Regions from separate parts of the Hordeum vulgare genome. Here region 1 is linked to region 2. The links are chromatin contacts, called in public Hi-C maps. All regions are on one chromosome and are shown on one strand. The core of a region is the stretch at or near the end of the contact, and the rest is flanking DNA. Distances in the headings are between cores, read along the strand shown. Region 1 holds the start of LOC123407227 (serine/threonine protein phosphatase 2A 57 kDa regulatory subunit B' theta isoform-like). Region 2 has its middle 190 kb from the start of LOC123411024.

Region 1 (4,937 bases), core at 2,039-4,538, 430 kb after region 2:
GCCACAAGCCCGGAGGGCGCGCCTTGGGGGTAGGGCGCGCCCCTAGGGCTTGTGGGCCCCTTGTTGGTCCTCCTGACATAATCCCACTTCTATAAATTCTAAAATATTTCGAAAACATCAGAGAGCCACCTGAAACACTTTTTCCGTCACCGCAAGTCTCTGTTCCGCCGTGATCCCATCTGGAGACCTTTTTGATGCCCTGACTGAGGGGAATTGATCATGGAGGCCATCTACATCAACCTTTCTGCCTCCATGATGATGTGTGAGTAGTACACCATGGACTTATGGGTCCATAACTATCACCTAGATGGCTTCTTCTCTCTCTATGATCTTCAATACAATGTTTGTCGCGATTCTCGTGGTGATCTATGCGATGTAATCTTGTTTTGCGGTGTGTTTGTTGGGATCCGATGAATTGTGAGTTTATGATCAGATTATTCATTGAAATTAATTGAGTCTCCTCTGAATTCTGTTATGCATGATTACTATAGCTTCGTATTTCTATCCAATCTATCTGTTTGGTTTGGCCAACTACATTGATTTATCTTCAGTGGCAGTGGTGTGTTGTAGTGGGTTCAATCCATCGGTGCTCTATATTCCAATGACGGAAGGGTACAAGACACATATTTGTATTGTTGCCACTAAGGATAAAAAGACGGGGTCTGAACATGTTGGTTGTCTTACTTTGTCTACATCATGTCATCTTGCTCCAAGCATTACTATGGCGGTCATGAACTTAATACTTAGAGAGGCAATCATAGAAGCACTCTTGTAGTGGAGTAATATAGTAAATGCAGGATCATTTCGATCTACTTGTTTATGGACGTGATGCCTATATACACATAATATTTGTGTGAATAACATGTCATAACTATGTGCTATTCTGTCAATTGCCCAAAAGTAATCTTTTTACCCACGGTGTGCTATGTGCGGGAGAGAAGCCTCTAGTGAAAACTATGGTCCCAGGTCTACTTAATCTTATTGCCAAAAACCAAAATCACCTTGTTGCACTTTTACTTTTATTTATTTACTTTTGGTATTTATATTATCTATCTATTAGAATTAATCCTTGCAAGTAACGAGTTCAAGGGGCTTGACAACCCTCTTGCCCATGTTGGGTGCAAGTGTTTGGTTTTGTGTGTGCATGTGTTGACGACAAGAGTTTGCGTAATCCTCCTATTGGTCTGGTAACATCAAAATACTTATCTCTACTATACTGCATCACCCCTCCTCTTCGGGGAAAACCTAACACACTTTACAAGTAGCAGTCACCCCCAAAGGCGCCAAACACTCAAGTTCCTCGTCGCGCACATGACAAGATTGATAAGGGAGGAAGGTGCACCGCAAAAATTCGATTGGCGACACTCTCGCAGTCTATACCGTCTTCTTGCTCCTTCATCCCCCTGTGTGGCAACGGAATTGATCGGCAAACATGTTCACCATTAGTTTTTAACTTGAAGGTCTAAGACCCCTTGCCACTCACGATAGCCACCCAACAGTGCAGCACCACGACGCCACTCACGCGTCTGAGCAGAGGGTCATCATGTTGAGAAACAAAAGGTTATCGTTGCCGGTCGACGCCCGCGTACCTGCAAACTCCGGATCGCGACGACGCCTCATCACTAAACATTGCCGCCACTTCCGAACACGTCATCACCACCGTTGCACAACCATATCCTTGTCCTCAAGCCACTACATGCAGGCCACATCTCGTCGTGGAAGGCTATCGGAGTGGAGACTTCCCAACCACCACCTTCATCAACCAGTGTATGGGCTTATCCCCACAACTAGTCTCTAGCGGCCACGAGGGGTTGAAAACATGTGGAAGTTGGAGGTGGCGTCAAGATGCGTTTTTCCTGTCGGTACATATATATTACTCTTTAAAAAAAATCCTTGCAAATGTTTGTCAATTCCCGACGTAACATGACAATGAACAAAAGATGATAACTTGATTCATGAACCTCACAAAGTCCATCATTACTTTCATCCTGAACAAAGCTTTAGGTCCATCTTTATCATACTTTGGTGCTTATTTAGGTAATAAATAATCTTCTATCTAGACATTAAAGAATCATGAAAATCTTACATGCCTTCTTTTGATATGATTTATATGGACTACTTGATGAAAAAAATGAATTACATAAGAAACCGTCTAATTCACATAGACATTTCTAAAAACCTTACTACAACATTGCATATACATGCACATTCTATTGAAGAGTGAAGACTGGAGTCACAAAGTATAAGATTGGAAAAAACATCACAAAACTGGTGGTTGATCTTTAGAAAGATGACACTACAACCACCTTCTAGCCATCCAATTATTTTTAACCATTATTTATAATGAACCTACCATTTATATGAAACTCCAAGGAAAAACTAGATAAACTCGTCGGGAATACTTTGAGCAATCTAATGTGCACATGTCAAAATAATGAAAATTTATGTTCACTTGTTGTATAATGAAATTTGTGTTGACATCCCCTTACACGCACGCGGCTAGGTGGTTAGAGTAAAGGGGTAAAGTTCTCCTCACTTCCAAGCTCCACTGACCAACCCGTGGACCCCCCCCCCCCCCCCCGACATGTTGTTGTAGCGGTTGGTGCAGAGGAAGGGAATCCCGATGTATCGGCTCCATCTAGTTGTTTAGATTAGGATTTTTTTAGTCGTCACATGGGCGACACTTGGGCAGATGGTGTTGCTTCTTCTTCAAGTAGGTCGGGTTCGATTTTATATGTCACGACGGAGTTGACTGAGTACCGACGTAGATTCTTGTCGTCTTCTTTGAACGATGATGATATGGTTTCTCGTCGTGCGTGCGTGATGGTCAAATCTAGTGTTAGACGCTTCATATCAATTCAAGGGTTTAACGATAATGCATGTGGTTCTAGGGGACTAATCCTTATTAAGAACACGTACATGAAAACTTCTCATGTGTTATTGATAAGGGTCGACCTGACTCTAATATGGAGGCATCGATAGACTGCAACTTTTATTATGTTTGTGATGCTTTCTAGTTCCGACGAGCTTTTATAATAGACCGGAATATTTTGGAAGAAATTATAAAAATGATGTTTTGCCTTTTTAAGGGCATATAAGATGAAAATTGTGTTTTTTAGGGTAAAAATTGTGTTGAGTTTTTTTTAGGGTAAAAATTGTGTTGAGTTGGGCGCAACACGAAATGTGCACCAGAATATTTACCAGCCACCGACCGACGCTTACCCGTGTTGGATTTGGTCCAAAATGAAGGAAACGTTTTTTCCTCTAATAAATTTCTGTTCCAATCTGGCTTTGGCTCCGCCCACCCACTGCCCTCCCTCCTCCTCCCACTGTTCCCCCTAGAAGCGACCCGAACGAACCCGACCGGCGACGCCTCCACCACCACCGAGGCCTCCACCACGTATTCCCCACAGATTTCTGCAAGAATCCATCCAATTTGCGCCCTCTCCTTTCCGCCCGCTCCAATTCGCCTGCAAGTTTTGGGGGGAAAGAGCGATTTTCTCGCCTTTGGCTTTACCCCCTTTCCCTTTTGACCCCGCGCGGTTCTTCTTTTTATCGGTGCCGCCGATCGGAAAAGGCGCGGTCTTCTTCGTTGATTTCGGCTCCGGATTTGATCTGGTAAGGTTCGGTTGGAGCACTCTTTATCATTCTCGCGCGATGCGTGGATTTCCTTCTTTCGATGTTCCTCACGGTGTTTGATTTTATCAGGCTGATGAATGATGGATTCGCGGGGACTTGTTTAGCGCGGTTTGATCGGGGACTTGTTCGCCTAATCCGTTATGATTAAGCAAATCCTGGGCAGGCTACCCAAGAAGCCGGCCAAGTCCGGGGAGAAGGATTTCGCGGGAGCCGGCTCGTCGTCGCTGTCAAGCCCGACGGCGGATGCAAGAACCACCACAGATTTGACCATGTCTAGTAGGGTTGGCAATCCGAGCAATTATGTCACGAATCCTGGGCAGACTTACGGCAACAGGAACGCTGGTGTTGCTGCGGGTGCCAGCAATGGTTTCATGGCTCCGCCTGTGTATGAGGCGCTCCCGAGCTTCCGGGAGGTGCTGCCTTCGGAGAAACCTGCCTTGTTCCTCAGGAAGCTCGCCATGTGCTGCGTGGTGTTCGACTTCACAGACCCCACAAAGGATGTGAAAGAGAAGGAGGTCAAGAGGCAAACATTGCTTGAGCTGGTGGATTATGTCACCTCTGCCACCGGGAAATTCCCAGAGTCTGTCGTGCAAGAGGTCGTCAACATGGTATCCACAAACTTGTTCCGCGGCCCGAATCCTGCCCCAAAGGAGAACAAGGTAATCGAGTCATTTGATTTGGAGGAGGAAGAGCCTGTCATGGACCCGGCATGGCCTCACCTGCAGATTGTCTTCGAACTGTTCTTAAGATTTGTTCAGTCTCCTGAGACAGATGCTAAGATGGCCAAGAGATATGTCGATCAGGGTTTCATTCTCAAGTTGCTAGATCTCTTTGACTCAGAGGATCCTAGGGAAAGGGAGTATTTGAAGACAATACTTCACAGGATATATGGGAAGTTCATGGTGCACCGTCCATTCATCAGGAAGTCAATTAATAATATATTCTACAGGTTTATATTTGAGACAGAAAAGCATTATGGGATTGCAGAGCTGTTAGAGATTCTGGGCAGTATAATCAATGGTTTTGCTTTGCCACTCAAGGAAGAGCACAAATCGTTTCTAGTCCGGGCGCTGATTCCACTCCACAAACCAAAATGCGTTACCATGTATCATCAACAACTGTCATACTGTGTCACTCAGTTTGTTGAGAAAGATTGCAAGCTTGCTGATACTGTTATAAGGGGTCTACTTAAGTATTGGCCAATCACAAATAGCTCAAAGGAGGTGATGTTTTTGGGTGAGTTGGAGGAAGTATTGGAAGCTACTCAGTCAGCAGAATTCCAGAGATGTATGGTGCCA
Region 2 (5,598 bases), core at 2,109-4,608:
CCCATCTTGGGGGCTTGCCCAATATCTATCTAACACTCGCAAAGAAGCTTGTCCTCGGCCGCCGTGTATGCCTTGGTCCGCTTGCTCTTGCGCTTCGGATTCGCCCAGGCGGTTTGGTTGGCGAGCTCGTCCTTGAACAAAGACTCCCCTTCGATGTCGCACTTGTCCTCTTCCTCTTGTCCGTAGTCCTTCGGAAACTCGTGGTCGAGTAGGAAGCCGTCCAGGTCCATGCTGACCTGATCACGCGTGCGTTTCCTCATGCCTCTGGATGATGAGCCACCGGCCACCGGTGTGGAATTGAGGTCATTGGGCGCGGGCGCGGACGTGGAAGGCGCCACCACGCTCACCTCAGGCGAGCACTTCCCGGAGAGGCGGGAGGCCTGCGGGTAGACGTGGAAGCGGGGCATCGGGGTGCAAGCCGACGCGCGGAGCGAGTCGGGCAGCACCATCCGAGGGAACGCGGATGAGCCGGTGCTGGCCGCGCCACGACGGAGTTGACGAGGCCGTGCTGGCTAGGGTTTAACCCTAGCATATAGAGCGCCTCCCTTGTTGCCGCCGCGACATGAGCATTTGTGACCTCCTGATGCGCGGCCGCAGCGACGGCGGCCGCCGCGATGGCTTCATCCCTCGCGTCTGCCGCGTGCGCGCGGCCCTTCCTCTTGGGCGACTCCCTTGCGCGCTCTTCGGACGTCAGCGTCTTCTTCGGCTTGGGTGCGGCGGCGGTCTTGCGGGGGGCGCGAGGCTTGCCTTTGCCAGAGAGGGCGGTCGTCTTGCCGGACGAGGCGAGGGAGGCGAGGCCGGCGACGACGTTGAGCTCGCCATCCATGGCAGGGGTGGGGCGGGAGCGCGCGCGGGCGGGATATGGTGGAGGTTGCCACCGACCAGCGGGCCCGAGGGGAGGAGAAGGCGCGCGCACGTCCGTCTCGTGTCCACGTCGATGCAAATCCGTCTCAAAAATGGGTTGGAAATGGGTCGGCAGGCGGACGCCAAGCGGACGCGCGTCCGTTTGGGTTCGCGCGTTGGGCCGACTTTTATGTCTACACCAATCCAAACGGACATGAGCGGACGAAATGGATCACCCGGTTAGAATTACTCTAAATCTCTAAACTTCGGTATCGTATTTGACGTTCTCATGGATTGTCAAAAGAAATTGTGCGTGGGATGGAGGGGGGGGGGGGGGGGGGTTGTCGGTCGGCAGCAATAAGTGGCCCGAAGTCCATATGAATACACCATAGAGCTTTGTACACTTGTACATTTCATACATATGTATGCACGTATGAAAAAGCTGAGTGTAGACATCCGCATGAAATTTTGCTGTAGCTTCCTGTTCTCTTAACACATTCTTCTATAGCTTTCATATTCATATCCATCCAACATGGATATCATGCATGATGCACATCTAGCGATTGCGGTTGCAAATTGACGACACTACCATGTACTACCTACCATGTCGAAGCAGCAATGCTACATACATACTTTTATATGGATTTTACAAACAGATAATTTTGATTGAAGATTAAGAAAGATAAAGGTCTCAGCCCTTAAAAATGAAGGGAGAGGTGGTTAGTTAGAAAAAAAATGCTAATCAGCATGCAACCTTATATAACTCTTTATATGTCTAATATTTTTGCTGACGAAGATGACTAGTCATGACAAAAGGTGACCGTCATCACACATAATAGATAATTATGATTGAGTTGTACATGAAACGTGTTTTCTTTCTCTTACATTCAATTTTCCCTCAATCTTTTTTGATTTGTCTCCTTTCACACGCACTGTGTCTATTCACATAATTGCATGGCTGATGAGACTGAAACTTACGAATAAGTGTTTGTTGCAGGGGAAAACAAATGTGTGACAACTTGCATTCGACAATGATCTGATAACAAAAGGAAGGTGCGATACTTTTCGGGCTTCACGCGTATGCGAATTAATTAATTCTAGATCCTTACCTCATCTCGCCGATTGCCAAATGGGTGCTGTGTTATCCATTTTGCCCTTGCTCTCTCTGTTTTACACATAAGAAATAGTTGTCACAACAACAAAAATTGATTACCTCTCTTAATAAAAAGTATTATTAAGGAAATCGTTAGCTGATAACTGCTCGGTTGGGTGGTGAGTAGGAAATTAATGAGCTAGTCGGCAAGTTAATCAGTCATTTAATTCATTAATCAAGCAATTTATCAGTTAATCGGCTACTCGATGACCCTGTGAGTAGGAATTAATCAGCAAGTTCACTGGTTAGCTGAACGAGTTTTTAAACAAAGATAAAACAATGATTGCATGCACGTACACCTAAAAATATTTTTTCCAAGTTACCCTTCATCTGTTGGTTACATTCTTTGATTACATTTTTTTTTGATATAAATCTCTAGGTTTCAGTTGTTTCGTTTTCTATCGCGGACTCAGGTTGGTAGCTACTATGCCGTGTATCATAGGCAAGGAGCTAAGGAGGCACTGAACACCACAAAAGTATGCACGCCTATGGACCGTCCATTCTACATCACACGTCATGATTGAAGTGGAACACCTATGGCGATAGATGCTCCAAAGCCTACAAATCGATTTACCGTATTTACCCGAACTAGGTAATTGCACATATATTGCAACAGACACGTACAGTAGTGGTTCAACACCAATCTTGTCTAAAATATTCTTTACACCAATTTATAACATTTAACTTAGTAAGAGTATGGATAGGGAAAGCAAGATTTTTTTTGATTTAGTTGGGATTTGATAAGATTGATTTGATTTGATTGAGTTAATGAATGATGTGGTTTAGAAAAACGTCGATTTGGTTTGGACTATTCTAAATTAATATTTTTATGTTAGTTTTTATTTTGTGCAATGTAACATCCCGATGTTCGGAATGTTTAAGAAAAACTTTTTTCAAAAATTAGGGTCAGCAAATTTTGTTTGTTTTATATACTTTAATAAAAGTGTGAATCAAGTTTTTATAGTTTGGCGATTTGAATTTGATTAAATACCAACTTAAATTTAAACTAATGTTTTGTTCTCCACTTTTAGTGGGGTTTTGTTTTTAGCATTTTGATTTATGCACATTTGTATTTTTGGAACTCCTTTTGATTTTTGTTTGAGCTTTCATTCCGGTTTCAGATTTTTCTTTTCAAAAGATCTTATCCATTGTTTTCCTCAAGACTTTGGAAATCCTTAGGCCGAATGTGTCTCTTTCTCAACATGTTTGTCTTTTTTTTCAATGGGCCTTGCCTAATATGCTTCCCATTATTTTCTTTATTTCTTCTCACTTGGCCATTAGCCCATTTGCTTTATACGTGGTAGCTGAACCATTCTTCTTTAGAGATCTTGAGAGAGATATCATGAAAGGAAACGACAACATCTTCCTTAAATTCCCTCTGTTGGACTCCTCCATGCCTTATTTTTCCACTTGCCCATATCCCAACCGCAGAAGGAACGCTTCATCTCTCCACGCGACAAACAAAGAGGAGATGAAACGAGCAAAGAAGACTAAACGTACAGCCACATCTCCAACCATGAAACAGCTTCACCTTCAATTCCCATAAATCTCTATCGTTTTCAGTTTTGAAGAAATCTAGACTTGCACCATGATCTCCTCTCTCATTCTGAGCGGTTCTCATGCCTATTCCCTTCTTCCTGTCTACAAGAGCGCTCCCTATAAAGCTCCATGGACGCGAGGTCGCAATTCCGATGACTCGGACCATCTCCATCCTACTCCTTGCGCCAGGATCTCCTCCTCCATGGCGTGAATCCATTCAAAGAAGGAAGAATGCGATCCGTTGACCACACACCAAGAATTCTGCATGTCCGTCTAAACTGTTTGTCGAGTTCATCGCACCGTTTCGTCAAACTCGGCGAGTCTCTATCCAATTCCTTTTGCACACCTTCTCAACATCACGGATGTTATCTCCTAGACTTCATAGCTCCTCCTATTTTGGTCGATGGGTGCATCGATGCTATGCGTCGTATGAACCAAATACTATATGTTTTTTCCATTGTTTTTCTTTTGTTCATTGCTTGATCTAGCTATCAATAGATGAAACATTTTAAGTGGTCAGAGGACCGAGTTTGTGGTTTTAGATTTTGCATATATATCATATTACATGTTTGTGTAGTTCAAATAGGAATTGCACTACGTGCATATTTCTTGCACAATTTTTTTTCTTGTGTGATGTTCCAAGAGTTACATAAAATTTACTGGATTACTCGTTTGATAACCATATTGTAAAATATATATTCATGTAGTCGTTTGGTTAAGATTGAAGGAGTGTATTCATTGATTAATTTTTGCGTGAATATGTTATTGTTCATATATTCGTGTTATGCCTAGGAGTGCATATTGTCTGTCTCATAATTTTTAATGTGGCAAATGACTTGTTAGATTTATCTTTTTACCGGTTATATTTATTTGCAAATTGTTGAACATGTTTCATGTAATATATTTTCTTTTGCGTGGTATGTCTATGAGTTGTTGCAAATTATTATCATGTGTACGTTTACATAATTTTATCTTAAGCTTTGCATGATTGAAGAATATGTCATGTTTTGATTATGTTCATTTTTCTTTAGCATGGCGATATCTTAGATATATTTTATTTGTTTGTTTCTCATCTTTGTCACATGTGTATTGTACGGATTATTGTTATGGTCATAGTTTGACTTATAGGATATAGTTTATGTGGTGTCTCATGTTGATATAAGTTTTGTTATATGTCATGATGTAGTGTGTTATGCATGTGTATAGAATTTGATGAATTAACATAATGCTTATAATTCTTTTGAATTACTCTAAGCATTGATTGGTTTATTTAAATATGGTTTACGATTTTACATATTCATTTTCATCGTGTCACATGTGTTTTATTTATTTTTATTTAAAGCATGCCATGTTCTAGGTGTTGTTTATTGAAATTATCCGTTGTTACCTAATTTATTACTAATGAAAATGAATTGATATATTATTTTAGAACATAGTCATATTACTTGTTGTAGGCATATTGTTTGCATTTAGAATATGTTTTATATCATGCATAGAGATCATTACTTATGTACGGCATGAGAGTAGCACCTTATTGTGTAGTGCATCTATTAATTTTTAGATGTGTGTTATCTATGAATTGGATGGGTATTTGTTTCATGAAATCGTCTAGATTGCAATGAACGACTAATCCGGTTATGTTATTGTTTGTTTTTCCTTGTATAAATATGTTATATCTTATGGCTGCCTTATTTTGAGTTGTAGTTGAATCGTTATAATTTTTAGAGTTATCTAAATATTTAATCATGGTTGATTATTTCATTCGCTTTTTGATGTGTGACCTTTCTCAAAGCATTTTTTTAATTTGTTTTGTAAGTTCATGCTTGTGGTTATACTTTGTTTGGTAGTGATACATGTTAGAAATGTATCTACCATGTATACTTTAATAAGCATGGTTACTTCTTGTTAATTCCTTGCAATGAAGTTGTGCTTGTATAACTAGATTGTATAGTGTGTGTGTGTACGAGTTCATGTATTAGATCAAGCCTAGTTGTGTATCATATGTTGTTCCTAGTGTAGGTGGTACTAGATATGAAATGCATGTTATCATGAGTATCGATGTT

What was found. Hi-C and Micro-C count contacts between places; a contact is called where the count stands out from the background.
Region 1: a Hi-C map of leaf shows a contact between it and region 2, with 7 times the contacts expected there. The contact joins the promoter of LOC123407227 here to the enhancer-like site in region 2. A contact is called at or near these places in 3 of 6 Hi-C or Micro-C datasets (leaf and seedling) and 1 of 1 datasets of contacts at active chromatin or transcription factors (embryo).

Annotation. Positions count from the first base shown.
Region 1 is chr7H:416,069,620-416,074,556 of MorexV3_pseudomolecules_assembly, forward strand. LOC123407227 (serine/threonine protein phosphatase 2A 57 kDa regulatory subunit B' theta isoform-like) reads left to right here and starts at 3,289. Exons shown (of 3, transcript XM_045100314.1): 1 at 3,289-3,618; 2 at 3,709-4,937. The coding sequence starts at 3,780.
Region 2 is chr7H:415,639,658-415,645,255 of MorexV3_pseudomolecules_assembly, forward strand. No RefSeq gene overlaps it. Among protein-coding and RNA genes, the nearest start is that of LOC123411024, 190 kb to the left of the region's middle. Within about 2 kb of position 3,359, at least 1 of the 3 cell types and tissues checked has open chromatin away from gene starts, as enhancers often do. A contact at or near this core is called in leaf, where this site is marked.